Linked DNA regions of Mus musculus: all the other regions are linked to region 2. The links are chromatin contacts, called in public Hi-C and HiChIP or PLAC-seq maps. All regions are on one chromosome and are shown on one strand. Each heading gives the region's core, a stretch centred on a gene start, on an enhancer-like site or on the middle of the called end of the contact. The rest is flanking DNA. Distances are from core to core; before and after follow the strand shown.

Region 1 (4,550 bases), core at 615-3,114, 200 kb before region 2:
AGAACAAGTCCAAACCAATGGCTCTGCCCCTCTCTAGCCCTTTGAACTGATCTGAGCAGGAAAGAGAAGGCAGCTGGGCCCCAGCTTCTAACAAAGCATCATGGACTCGGGCTGAGACAACAGTTCTCTTCCCCAAGGTTCTGAAGACTGCAAGTCCCAGATGTCAGTGGGGTTTATCTCTAAGTTCACCCCCTCTGGCTTACCATCGAGCTCGTCTCACTGTGATCTCGCATGCTTATCCTCAGCCTCCATGTTCTGTGTGTCTCAATCCCCTATGCTAACCAGGCCCCGAATCATCCTATGACCTCACTTCTCTCTAGCTTTGTCAGAGTCCCATCTCCCACTACAGTCACTTCAATAAGCCATTCTTAACAGTACATAACACCCCATGACACCAACCAGAGAGCTCACGGCAGCTTGCTTACTCTTACCTTCTTTCCCCATCATCCCTAATCCATTCTTACAGTTAGGGTTAGCCGATCTCTATCATCAACCTGACTGAATTTGGAATTGTCTGTTAGACACGCTCTAGCTGTGTCTGTGAAGGTGTGACTGAAGGGGGAAGACCCACCCTGAATTCGGATGACACCATGCTACAGCTGAGGGTCCCAGAATCAAAAGGAAGGGAGTGAAGAAGGAAGCCAATAGCATCCACCAGCATTCATGGCCCTCTGCTTCCTGACTGTGGACTTGATGTAACCAGCTCTCTCCTGCTCCTATGGCCATACCTTCCCTGCTAGGATGGATTAGACCATGAACCACGAGCCAAAATTGACTCTTCTTTCCTTAATTTGCCATTGTCGAGAGTTTTGTTACAACGATGAAAAAAAAGTAGTTAATATAAAGTCCAACCAAATTGCTGCAGAATTGTAATTCCTTTCTCTATATATAATATGAAACATCTAAAGTCAAAAATATACAAATAAGGCAGATTCTTGACAGAATGTATCTATGATTGATACTGTATAATGCCATTGAGCAAATAAGAGTAACTATTAAAAAGTGATTGTTTCAGAGGCAAGTATTTATTAAATAGAAACACATAGGTATAAAACTGACTTAATTTTATTACTAGTATGACCTAAAACCACAGGGTTGCTGTATGCTAAAGATAACCCTTTGGCATAAGATAAAGATAAAGACCCTGAATTCGAGAGAAAAATCATGAGGTTTTTAAGTCATAAGAAATGTCAGTTGTGTGCCAGTATTGTTCTTTTATTATTGTTTTATTTTGTTTTGAGACAGGGTAGCAATTTGAAGCCCTGTCTGACCTCAAAGGAGAAAACCTCATGTTTTAGACTTCCCCAGTGTTGGTATTAGTATAGGCACGCACCACCTGACATTATTAGCTCTTTCTTTCTGTTGGTATAGGGCTCAGTTAGCAGAACGCAGCAGGAAGTCCTAGAGTCCATCTCTAGCACCAAATAAACCAGGTGTGGTAATACATGCATACAATCTCAGCCCTCAGGAGGTAGAGGCAGGAAAATTAGAAATTCAAAGTTATTTTTGGCTACATAGAAATTTCAAGGCCAACCTGAACTGCCTGAATGGGACCTTGAAAATAAAAGAGCAGACAAACAACAACAAAAAGTAAACAATGCAGAGCAAAAAAGGAAACAAAAATGCAAGACAAAGGACTGTATGTACACACACAGAGAGACATAAATCCAACTATTCATATTTTTCTTTAGGACACGAAGAAAAATATATCCAGTGTTCCATTAAAGGGTTAACACCGAGTGCAGAAAGCAAGCATACAAATATCTCTAGCACCAGGACAAATGAATCCCCTTTCAACCAGTAAAAAAGGACCTTTGTTGACTCAGAAAGTAGGAGGCCACAGAGGGTCTGGCTAATGATGGTGTCATTAAGCAGAGGCTCTCTTCTCAGGTCACCAGCCTATTGTTACTTCTAGGTTCTATGTGACTCATAATCATTGTGGGAGGTGTAAAAAAGAACACACAGGCCACAGGGTTTACGTCAATTTCACAAATTACCAAAAGAGCAAAGCAGGATGCATCCCATTTACACTCATCTTTATAACCTAACACGCCAAGGATCCATTAAACGGAAATGTCCATCCCCTTCAAGTGGATAGAATGGGATAATTGTGTTTCCGATAGAATGGGGAAAAGAGCACGTCTGCAGCAATGAATCAGAACAAGAAGTTCTGTCAGGTACGGAGCAGAAATGAAATGAATAGCAATGAATAGCGAGTCTGGATGAGAGGGAGTCAGTTCAAATAGAAAAGAGATGAGAAAAAGAAAGACAACAACACCTCCAATCTTCATGGCGGCCCCCACAGAGCTGAAAATACTGTAAAGACAGATTTCATTCTGAGTGCACAGGAAGTTGTATGGGGGGTGGGGGGGGTTGGCACCAGATGTACAAAATGAGGACATGACCGAAACAAGATATGGTTGAGGAGAAGGTTTTTATGGTAGATATGCGGGAGAAAATAGCCAGAGGCATTTGCAAGGGTCCAGAGTGAGGAGAGAGAGTAGACTAAACATGGCCAGTTGGGTGGACCAGGCCATGGCGGTTGGAGGGTAGAGGGAGCCAAGAGAGAGGGAAGACCAAGAGAGAGGATGACCGAAATGGCAAGGTTCTAAAGGAATGAGTAGCTGGAGAAAGGGGCACCCATGAGCTGGAGAATTTAGGGTAGGGGGTGGGGTGAGAAGAACTGAGAGGAGCTACTGAGTAAGCAGAGGCCAGCAGATAGTTAAGTATGCTAATAAGAACCACACTTAGCCATTTGTCCTGAGTTTCTTTTGGACCTGACAGAAGCAAGGGGCAGTATTTATAGAGGGTGAAATAGAAGCTTCATGCCCTAACTCATGACTGTGCCTGCCGTTTCTGTGGCTGTCCTGGGTGGTTCCTGTAACATGCCTCTTCTCTCTCTCTCTCTCTCTCTCTCTCTCTCTCTCTCTCTCTCTCTCTCTCTCCAACTCCTCAGCCAATCAGATGGCTTTCCCAGGCCTCATATAGATTAAAACAGAAATGGAATGTATGGGCTAAGAAGCCCATGTGACTTAGGAGAGAGCTTGCCTTGCTCAAATTCACAAAGCTCTGGGTTCCATCCATAGCACCTCATGAAATGAGGTGGTAGCTAATAAGGAGAAAGTCATGAGAGCACTAGAGTTTAAGGTTATCCTCAGCTACATGGGATCCAAGAGGCCCTAACACACACACACACACACACACACACACACACACACACACACACACACGGTGAAAGGATGGCTCAGTGGGTAAAGCACTGTACTGCAAGCATCAGGACCTAAGGTCACATCCCCCAGTACCCGGGTAAATGCCAAGCGATGTGGTGCACGTCTGTAATATCAGCATGGGATTGGACCAAAGGGCTAGTGAGCTCATGGATCTTGGAGAAGAACCTATGACCATCACTTTAATAAACCAGCACAATCTCGAGCTACACTCTAAATATCTCTCTTGATACCCACAGAGAAGTATGGGTCTCACCTCTCATCAAGAAACTTCTGTTTGCAGCAGAGGGAGATGGCTACAGAAACCACAACCAGTCAAAATGCAGTCATGGAATTCAGTCCCAGTGGATCTATCTACAACACAACTCCCGTGCCTAAGGCCCAGGGAACATTGTACAAGAGGGAGTGGAAAAATTCCAAGAGCCAGAAGATCAGGGAGTTTGCTATGAGTGAGATATTGTCTCCTCCTAATGTCAGAAGCTACACCCATACAGTCTCACCAACCTGACTAACCATGAGCTATAAGCAAGGGCTGTAACATGTCCCAGACCTTACCACAACTGACTCTATGATGGAAGTACCATTCAGGCCATTAAACCTCACATGTAGACTGCCCCACCGGACAAAACTAAAACAAAGACCTAATCCACCCAAACCGGTTGTTCTGGAAACGTCTCTAAATGTACTGACCTTGCTTTTTGGGTTTCTATAGTTCTGCTTCTGGCTAACTGTTCTTGTTAACTGAAGTATGTCAACCCACAAGATAATTTTTGTGCCTAAGAGCTCACCCTGAGAAAGGCTTGGGACTACAGTGGGATCATGAACACCCGGTATTCATCAGGTGTAGATGTAGAAATACTATTGTTGCATACATACATTTACTTATTTTTGCAGGACTAGGGTTGAATCCATGACCTCCCTGCTTACCAGGCAAGTGCTCTACAAAGGACTAGATCCACAGCCCTCTTTCAATTTTGTATTGTGATTGGTGTTTTTGCTCTTACTGTTTGCTCTGTTGGGGATCAAACCTAAAGCTCTGGAATTCTGGGAAAGTGGTCCCCACCAATGACTAGGTCTCCACTCCCTACTCGTTATTTTGAGATAGGAGCTCACTAGGTTGCCAAGGATGATCTTAAACTTGCTCTGTAGCCCAGACGAGCCTTGAACTTGCAATTTTCCTGTCTATAAGTCTCTGGCAGCTGGAATTACAGGGCTGGGCAAGGCTTAACTATCGGCTTAACATTTTTGAAGAGTTGTTTTTCTGAGTATGTGACAGGAGATTTCATAAAGGTTTGTAAAATGAGGCAACCTTGTTGTTTAACT
Region 2 (4,297 bases), core at 1,564-4,063:
CGGATGACTGGAGTGTGTGGTCACAGACCTCTCAGCGATGTTGGTCTTCGCGTGAATGTCTGCAGAACACATGGGAAACACATGCCAGGTTCCTCCGTGGCTTTTGCCCAGTGGTGGTCAGTAGCTTTGGAAGGATTCATAGTTTCTGCATGCTCTCTGACACCTTGTTGTACATCACCTACGAAGGGCTAGCTCTATGATGGACATTCCCAGGGCCGTACACTCTTACGCTCATACCTTTGCCAGCAGCGGTGAGAAGCTGCTCTCTGGATCCCATGCAGAGCCACAGGGCTGTGGACATCCAGGAAGATGAAGTCTTCCTGGGCCTGCTGCCCACAGCTGCTTCCCAGTCCCTCTGGCACCTAGAGGTGATGAGAGCCAGACATCTGGACACCACAGCCTAAGGACTTTGGGGCAGGCTGGATATTTTATACCTGTACAGCACAGGGAATGGCCCTGTGCCCTTGATAAACTGTGTGGTGGGGACAGCAAAATGACTCAGTAGGTTGCAACACAAACTTAAGTTGGATCCTTGGATCCTGTGGTGGAAGAAGCGAACTAGCTCCCCTCTGACGTAGGTACATGTGCACCCATACTCAGGTCTCCTCCACCCAAACCCACGATAATGAGACAAACACTTCATTGTGAGTTACCACGTGGGTGCTGGGAATTGAAACTGGGCCCTCTGCAAGAGCGACAAGTGCTCTTAATTGCTGAGCCGTCTCTCCAGCCCATAAATACCTTTTAAAAGAAAAGTCAACTAGTTTACATCCAAGAGCTGAGTTGGCAAGAGGCAAGAAGAGCCTCTGGATGAAGGCTCCCATCTCCCAATGAAGCAGCAGTCCAGATTCAGTCTCCCACCTCCGCATGCCCTGGGTGCCCCAATACAGCCCTTCTCTTCTCTCTGAGGTGTGAGCCTCAGCGTCACAGAAGGCAAACAGGATACTCCTCTCCCACTCACAGACACTTCAGACGAGAGGCCCTACCCCTGCTCCTGGTGCTGGTTGGGTTTGCCACGGACCTGAGGAAGTACGCAAGGGGGGGCAGGGAGGTATATAGGCTGCATAGGGACCTGGAGGAAGTGGTGGTGGTAGGGGGGGACAGGACAGGACTACTTGCCAGGAAAGGCCTTCATAGAGTTGGCTCTGCTAGTCACACCTGGAGCATTTGTTCTGGATTCTGAGCCAGGTAGGCACAGGTAAGAGCCCCTTGGGGGTCCATGCACTTGAAAGACTGAAGGATGCCTGATGGTGAAGGGCGGTGATACCTGCTTAGGACATTTGTGAGAAGCCTAGCGAGGAGAATGGTGTCTCTTATCCTTACCCTCCTCACCCTGCTGATATATATATATATATATATATATATATATATATATATATATATATATTAATTTCGGAGGTGTTATGTTTTGTTAAAAAGTGATGTGTCCAAGCCTTAGTAAGTTATGCTTACCTCTTAAAGATTACAAAATTAATACAAAATAGGTAACTTCCCCAGAGCTTGGGTGAGACAGGACTGTCTCTAGGGGCCTGGTGGGCACAGGGGAATGGCTCCGATTGAACAGTCTATGCGCAGCCCGATGCGCCAGATGTTTCCTGGGCCCTCTTGGGAGCATGGAGGCGAAGGAAAGTAGCTTCTATTCTTTCTGGAGGAACCTCCCATCTCCTGAGCAGACATCCCAAGGCCCCAGCTCATGTGTGTGTTGGGAGAAAGCATGTTTAAAAGATGTCAAGATTTTACCACCTACGTGACAACCCTGCCTGACAGTGAGTGGCATCTTGGAGTTTTTCACTCAGCAAGCCATGAGCTGTGCTGCACTGGAAGGCACCCTGGTGTGCCTTGTGGCCCTTTAATATGAAGGAAAGACAGACAGAGACAGAGATGGTGACATAGAGAGAGACTTGACTATGTCTTGAAAAGACGATTCTATACATCAGGAGGAAATGTGCCCTTCCTTCCTTCCTTCCTTCCTTCCTTCCTTCCTTCCTTCCTTCCTTCCTTCCTTCTCCATGTTGTAGGGTGAGGAAGCAGGCAGGAGTGGATCTGGGATCCAGGGGATGTGGCCCAAAGACAGGAGGCTTCTGTGTGAGACAGTCCTTGGAGTATGTGCCAGCAGGTGCAGCTCTCTCTAGTCCCAAGGGCTCCATCGGGTCCCATTCAGCCCCGATGTACCTCAGAATCACTGCTTTCTAGAGATCTCAACCTGTCTGACGGTGCAGGGGTCTCTGCTGCTGACTTCCATTCTCTGTAGCTGAGACCTGGTCCCGCGGCTTCTAACAGAGACTGCGTGTATCCCTCCCTTGCATTAGACACACCCCCTTTTGTCTCTTGGCCTGGTAACAGGTTTGAGGTCTCCAATACCAAATTTACTGGGTTTATTTATTTATTCTCAAGACAAGGTTCCTCTCTGTAGTCCTGGCTGCCCCAGAATTTGCTCTGTAGACCAGGCTGGCCTCTATCTCACTAGATTTGTCTGACTAGGTCTAAATAATAGGTTTTTAAAAGATTTCTTTTTTGAGACAAGGTCTCATGTAACTCAGGCTGGACTCACACTCACTATGTAGCTGAGGCTGAACTCCTGAGTGCTGGAATTACTGGCAAGTGCCACAATACCCAGCCAGAGAAGGTTCTTTAAGGGCTGTTTGAGGCAAAAGTATGACTCAGGTATGTGGGCATCTATTTCTGTGGGAAAAAAGGGATGTATTTGTACATATGATTCTCTAATCTATAACGTCCATTGAGATGATGTACGTAATGATCAATAACGTACAGGAAGTCTGCCTTGCCCAGTACAGCCCTACGCCAAGTGTTGTTCTTGTTCTTCTCTTTATTGTTATCATCTGTGTGTGCACACATGATGTGTCTGTCATTGTGGGCAGGTGCATGCCGTGGCATGTGGGCGGAAGGTGGAGGGCAACTTTTGGAAGTCAGTGCTCTCTCTTTCTACTGCGGGTTCTGGGGATCCAACTCATGTCATCAGGCTTGTGTAGCAAGTGTTTTTACTTGCTGAGCCGTCTCTTGGGTCCTACACTAGCATGGACTAGTGTGTGTGCGCGTGCGCCTGTGTATGTGTGTGTGCATGCATGTGCATGTGTGTGCATGCATGTGTGTGCGTGTGTTATTCTTTGGCTCATGGTAGGTATTTGACAGGGTGATTTATGGTCTGTGTTGGTGTCGACCATCAGACTCTTCTCTTTCCTCTTTAGATCTTCAATCTCATGAAGTATGACAGCTACAGCCGCTTCTTGAAGTCTGACTTGTTTCTGAAACCCAAGCGAACTGAGGAAGAGGAAGAAGAGCCCCCGGATGCTCAGACCGCAGCTAAGCGAGCCTCCAGAATTTACAACACATAAGCTGAGCCCTTCACCCCAGCGAAGGAGAGGGATGGACTCTTAGGACTGTACAGGCTGTCATTTCTTTGTTGTGTTTGAGGACTGGAGTGTGCTAGACCTTCCCTCTGGATATGTGTATTTTATTAACTGAACAGCAACCTCTGCATGATGCTAATCTTCCATTAAAAACAAAAGTAGCTTTAAAGTGTCAGTTCACAAAAACACATGAGATTCTGCCAATACTGGACACTCAGCCTTTCAATCCTGATTAAAGTGTTCGTGAAGCTACAAGTGAACCCTTTAGTCATTTCTACTTTGTAAGCCTTTATCCTGCCCTTCCTGCCTGGGCTGTGTCTGTCCACAGACCCTCTTGGCTAATGATCCAAAGCACAAGTTGGTCTGACAATCACAGGGGTAGCGGGCATTGTTTGTGGTTTATTTGGGGGTTAAATAGTTCTCGAGAGAAGTTCAGTACTGGCCAAAGCAAACCTCTGGCAGCGGCTAATGATCTAGGGGGTTGAATGACCACGTTAGCAAAAGGCTGTTATTTCTCACGTGGGCATCCTGGGCCCTTAATCTGTGACATTTCAGGCCACACACATTTAAACATCATCTCTACAGAAACACTGTCCCAGCCAGGGAGAGATCAAAAGAGAAATTGTTCAGGGATGATGGCTGTTCCAGGTGGTGTCCTCTGGGACCTCAGCACAAGATGTGTGCTGAAGTTGACGTTGATGGGATGGTCACCCTTCCCTTCATCCACCTGCACGTCCTTCTCCAGCTTTCTCCATTTGAGGAACCCGCTGAGAACGACCAGTGGGTTCCAGCCACCCTAGACCACCCACTCTTCTTTTACAGTGGATCCTATTAAGATCCCAGATCAGGCTCAGCTCTCTAGTGTCCACACCACTGGCAGGGCTTAACACTACTGCTAGACTGTCCCCAGCATGCTTGTTAGCTCTCAT
Region 3 (4,952 bases), core at 713-3,212, 150 kb before region 2:
AATCAATGAGAGGCCCTTGGTCTTATGAAGGCTCTGTGCTCCAGCGTAGGGGAATGCCAGGACAGGGAAGCGGGAGTGAGTGGGGTAATGAGCAGGGAGGGGGGGAATGAGATAGGGGGGTTTTCGGAGGGGAAATGAGGAAAGGAATAAAATTTGAAATGTAAATAAAAAAATATCTAATTTTAAAAAAAGAAAAACAAAACAAACAAGAAAAATCCTACCTAAATTTGTATTTTTAAGTTCTTCACTCAAAATTCAATCGAATTTTTATTTATTTTTATTTTATTTTATTGGTTTTTCGAGATCGGGTTTCTCTGTGTAGCCCTGGCTGTCCTGGAACTCTGTAGACCAGACTGGCCTTGAACTCAGAAATCTGCCTGCTTCTGCCTCTCAAGTGCTGGGATTAAAGAGGTGTGCCACAACTGCCCAGCTCAATCTTTTTTTTCTTTTTTTTTATAAAAAAAGACAAGGTCTTATTTTGCAACACAGGCTAGTTTCATTCCAACTTAATTACTTAATAACTTTTGAGATAGACTCCGATTATATAGCCCTGGCTAGACTTGAACTCAAGATCCTCTCGCCACAGCTTCCTGGGTGCTGGGATGACAGGCCTGAACCAGGCTGGGCTTCATTCCAAATTTGTATTTTCAATTTTTCTTGCTTTTTAGATTGAAGTACACAAACCTGAATATCTATGCAAATGAAGCATACACCTAGTGTTCACCAGACTCCTCAGCTGTTTCTGGTAACAAAACTCCAGTATTTGAAAAGGACAACAAGGAATCACGCCATTAAAAATACATTCTTTCACTCCAGTGTGAGTCTTAAGGCAGTGGCTAAGTATGGTGATACAATGTCTGATCTTTAGTTTTGGAACTGTCAGAAAGAGTATCTTAAAAAAAAATAGTGGTAGTATCAGAATTTTCTCTAACTGAAAGCAGTTTCGACCAGTAATAATAAGTTTAATGGGGGAAAATAACTTATTTACTCGAGCCTCCTGAGTCACTCTATGCCTAAGATCCAGTAAACTCAAGATAAGCCTCAACTAAGTTCTGAATTTGAAAGTGAAATCCCCACAGGAGACTCCACTCAGCAGCCTTTCAATCCTGGCCGTGCGCCATCAGCACCGGAGGGAGCCCAGGGTCTCAGCACGGGACGCGCGGGACAGAGAGGCGGCGGCCGGGCCTGGCCTGGGCCTCAGCCGCTCATCAGGCCGGTCGCCCTTCCCTGGGACGCGGCGCACCGCAGCTCAGGCCACCACTGCCCTTCGCCCTTCGCAAGAGGCTGTGGAAAACCACCCGATGTCACCACGCGGGTCGCACCCCGCTGGCTACCGTCCAAGGCCACCCTGCCTGCGGCTCTCTGCGGCCCGACGCCCGTTCGAGGCGGATATGGTTAAGGACTCTCCTTGCGCAGCAGGGCGCGGGGTGGGGTGACTCGCATAGCCCTGGCTCGACCAGGCCCCTTCGCCGTCGAGGTGGGACGGCAAGCTCCACTCACCTTAGGGCCCTCGGGGGGCACACGCGGGTCGTTCCACGTCGTGGTGCGGCTGTTGTGGTCCACGAAGAAGGGCCAGCCGGTCTGCGGGTCGATTTTGATCTCCCAGCCCGGGGGCAGGGGGTCTCGGTCGCTGGCTCCGTTGCCGGACGCCATCTGCATCATGGGCGATTGGGTGGCGGCGCTCATGCTGGGTTAGGGTCCGCCCGGGGCGCAGAGCTAGGGCGCGGGTCACGAGGTCGTGGAGTGCGGGCACCTCTGTGTAGCCGATGTGTCCGGGAAGCCGGCGCCGGGCACCTTTATGAATTAAAGGACTGGGTGACGTGGCCGAAGAGGGGTGGAAGTGTCTGGAAATAGCCTCCTAGCTGCCAAAGGGGAAGGAGGAGATAAAGAGAAGGCAGCAACTGGCCGGCTAGAAACTTCTGGTCCCATCCAGAGAACTTGGCGGCCGCCGTGGGTTGGATGCGGAGCTCCGCCCTGAGTCATAGGCTATAATCGCGGCGGGGCGGGACCTTGGGAGGGATCGGAGGCGGGGATTTGTCACCCGCCCCTCCTTCTCCTAGACTACCCAGGCTGTCCCTCCCTATCCCTGTCCTGTGTGTGTCCTGGGGCCTGTGCGCCTCGCGCCAGGTTGACACGCACCGGTGTCCTTGTGCTCTCTGGCTGGTTTCTGTCTCCGGACTCCCCACCACTCTTTCGTGCCGCGTGGGGGTGTCCCGGGGTTAGCAGTCCAAGGGCCGACACCTGGGGCCCCACCTTTGTGTAAGGACTAAATCATCTTTAAACTCGGAAAGTCTAGTTCTTTCTCTCTCTTCACACTCAGTGACGCTGGCGTCCTGCAGTGACGTTTTTAGTAACTTTTTCTCAAGGGCCTTATGACTTCTGAGAAATTCTGGAATGCTGATCTGAGGTCACAACAAAAAGAAAGAGCTGTGGAAACTCACCTGCCTGCTTTGGAAAACTGAAGAAGCAAGGACTAAAGTGACAACTTTGTGCTCTTGGCCTTCTATATAGGCACTTTCGCACAGTGACTAGACTTCAGAAACACCTGGAACCAATACTGAGGCCAATTTCCTGACTCAGATTCAGAGAATGTCCTGGGACCTTCAAAGATACATCTCTGGCCTCTTCCCCTCCGATTTTTACTCTGTGGCAAATACTAGAGGACTCTGCCAGACATTTCCAACAAGCTGATTTTTTTTACTTCCAAAGACCTTCTTACTGACTTTGAAGTCTCAAAGCCTCAGTATAAGTATTAACATAGTTAGCCTTCAGGTACTGCCTGGTGCCACCAAACACACCTGTATAAGCCCAAATGTGGGAATATTGACTTATTATCATTTGATAGTCACATTGAAAGGTCTAGACACTTAGATTCACTCACTGGTCAGTGTCTGTCTTTTGCTTCTTTATACCTGAACCCACCCAGCACGTGGCTAAATCCAGAGTCCATCTTCAATAAAGGAATAAAGATTGATGTTTATTGAAGACTGAATACAAAGTGAATTTTTTCGCTTGTTTTTCAATACAAGGTATCTTTGTGTAGTTTTGGCTGTCCTAGAACTAGCTAATTATGTAGACCAGGCTGACCTTGAACTCACAGAGATCCATCTCTCTGCCTCCCAAGTGCTGGGATCAAGGGCATGTGTCACCACTGCTTGGCTGTGGATATTTTTTTAAAGATATGGTCTATCTATATAGTTCTGCCTCCCAAGTATTGAGATTAAAGGTGCACACTACCATCTACTACGCCTAGCAATGCCCTATTTAAAAAATATTTAAAAAAAATAAATAAAGATTTATTTTATATGTATGAGCCGGCTTGTGCAATGCCTTCCGAGGTCCAAAGAGGGTATTGCATGCCCTGAAACTGTAGTTATAGATGTTTATAGCTTCCTTGTGGGAACTGAACCTGGTCCTCTATAAGAGTAGCAAATGCTCTTAAGTCATCTCTCCCGCACCCCCACTTTGTCCTCAAATTGCCCCTTCGTTCCTACCATCCATTCCTATCTTGCTAAGTATTTCTTGACTCTGTGACTCTTCTCTTTCTTCCGTCCCAGCCATCTTACGCTTTCACCTGGATCCTTCACAGCACCCTAATGGGTTCTTCAGCCTTTGGGCTTGCCTCTAAACCTCTTGCCCATATAGCAGCCAGAGAGGCCTTTTCAAGCACCCACCAAGTCCACTCTCCTTGGTCTGGTGCACAAAGGTGTATTCCTCATTTTCCCTGGTCCATACTTCAGCTGACCCTGCTGAACTGTATCTTGCACACACTGCTTCCACCACCAGGATGGAAACCCTTCTATCCACTCCAACCATCATCTCCTGGGCAGCTTGGCTTTTCCCAGCATTCCCTTTAGCATACACTCCTTCACACACACACACACACACACACACACACACATACACACATCCTGCTGCCCCCCCATTAGTCCTCTGACCATCCACATCCTGTCCCACCCTACCAATTGCTTTACACTGTAAATGCTTGTTTGTTTGATTTACTTAATGGGCTGAGTTTTTAAGAGCAGGAGCAGGATCTTGATCACCACCGTGTCCCCATCCTCCAGCACAGTGTGTGGTAAATAATAATTATTAAAAACAACACTCATAATGGCTAGTGCTTATTGGGTAATCGCTGTCAGGTGCTACGTTAATGACTTTACGTGGGCTCTCACATTTGATCTTTGTGGTGGAAGCCATGATGTGCCGCTTACATTTCCGTTTAGGCATGAAAAGTTGGTTCTACCCACTGCCGGGAATACTGTGAGAAGCGGTGAGGACGTGTCCCGTTTCTCTGTCGGCAGTGCCAAAGGAACACAGACATTTCGTTGTTGTTGCTGTTTTGAGATAAGAGTCTTTCTATGTAGCTCCGGCTGTCCTGGAATGTGATACATAGACTATGCTCTCAAACCTGATGAGATCTGACTGCCCCCGTCTCCTGAGTGACGGGATTAAAGGTGTGCACCACTACACCCAACAAGACAGGAATTTTTACTAAAATCTGTGTGGATGAAGAAATAGGCTTTAAAATGTTTACTAACATGCTCACCTTCATGTAGACCAACCTTGTTTTCTGGGATTAGCCTAAGTGACAGAAACCACCTTGTTCAAGGCCAACCTTTCTTCTGAGACACCCCATATTCAACTGTCTTAGTTAGAGTTTTACTGACACCATGACCAAGGCAACTCTCCTAAGGACAACATTCAATGGGGGCTGGCTTACAGGTTCAGAGGTTCAGTCCATTATCATCAAGGCAGGAGCATGGCAGCATCCAGGTAGGCATGGTGCAAGAGTAGCTGAGAGTTCTACATCTTCATCGGAAGGTTGAAGACTGACTTCCAGGCAGCTATGAGGCTCTTAAGCCCTACCCACAGTGACACACCTACTCCAACAAGGCCACACCTCCTAATAGAGCCATTCCCTGGTCCAAGCCATATACAAACCATCACAC

Evidence for each region. A called contact is a pair of places that touch in the nucleus more often than the background predicts. HiChIP or PLAC-seq counts read pairs in DNA pulled down with a chosen protein or histone mark.
Region 1: a contact with region 2 is called in an H3K27ac HiChIP or PLAC-seq map of CD8 T cells, with 5 times the contacts expected there. The contact joins two enhancer-like sites. A contact is called at or near these places in 3 of 15 datasets of contacts at CTCF or cohesin (CD8 T cells, large pre-B cells and pro-B cells), 17 of 484 Hi-C or Micro-C datasets (B cells, CD4 T cells, CD8 T cells and 11 more), 4 of 115 datasets of contacts at active chromatin or transcription factors (CD8 T cells, effector CD8 T cells, embryonic stem cells and 1 more) and 3 of 9 other capture datasets (adipose tissue, embryonic stem cells and liver).
Region 3: a contact with region 2 is called in a Hi-C map of regulatory T cells, with 1.9 times the contacts expected there. The contact joins the promoter of Bag3 here to the enhancer-like site in region 2. A contact is called at or near these places in 13 of 484 Hi-C or Micro-C datasets (the AML12 cell line, B cells, CD4 T cells and 9 more), 12 of 115 datasets of contacts at active chromatin or transcription factors (the SCID.adh cell line, T-cell acute lymphoblastic leukemia, bone marrow-derived macrophages and 7 more) and 2 of 9 other capture datasets (bone marrow-derived macrophages and liver).

Annotation. Positions count from the first base shown.
Region 1 is chr7:128,576,180-128,580,729 of GRCm38.p6, reverse strand. No RefSeq gene overlaps it. Among named protein-coding and RNA genes, the nearest start is that of Inpp5f, 33 kb to the left of the region's middle. Within about 2 kb of position 1,864, at least 21 of the 459 cell types and tissues checked have an H3K27ac peak or open chromatin away from gene starts, as enhancers often do. A contact at or near this core is called in CD8 T cells and Th1 cells, where this site is marked.
Region 2 is chr7:128,372,952-128,377,248 of GRCm38.p6, reverse strand. It overlaps Rgs10 (regulator of G-protein signalling 10), which reads left to right. Exons shown (of 5, transcript NM_026418.2): 5 at 3,207-3,624. The coding sequence ends at 3,353. Among named protein-coding and RNA genes, the nearest start is that of Gm39092, 8.1 kb to the right of the region's middle. Within about 2 kb of position 2,813, at least 18 of the 459 cell types and tissues checked have an H3K27ac peak or open chromatin away from gene starts, as enhancers often do. A contact at or near this core is called in CD8 T cells, Th1 cells, double positive thymocytes and 3 more, where this site is marked.
Region 3 is chr7:128,520,593-128,525,544 of GRCm38.p6, reverse strand. It overlaps Bag3 (BCL2-associated athanogene 3), which reads right to left and starts at 1,962. Exons shown (of 4, transcript NM_013863.5): 1 at 1,501-1,962. The coding sequence starts at 1,686.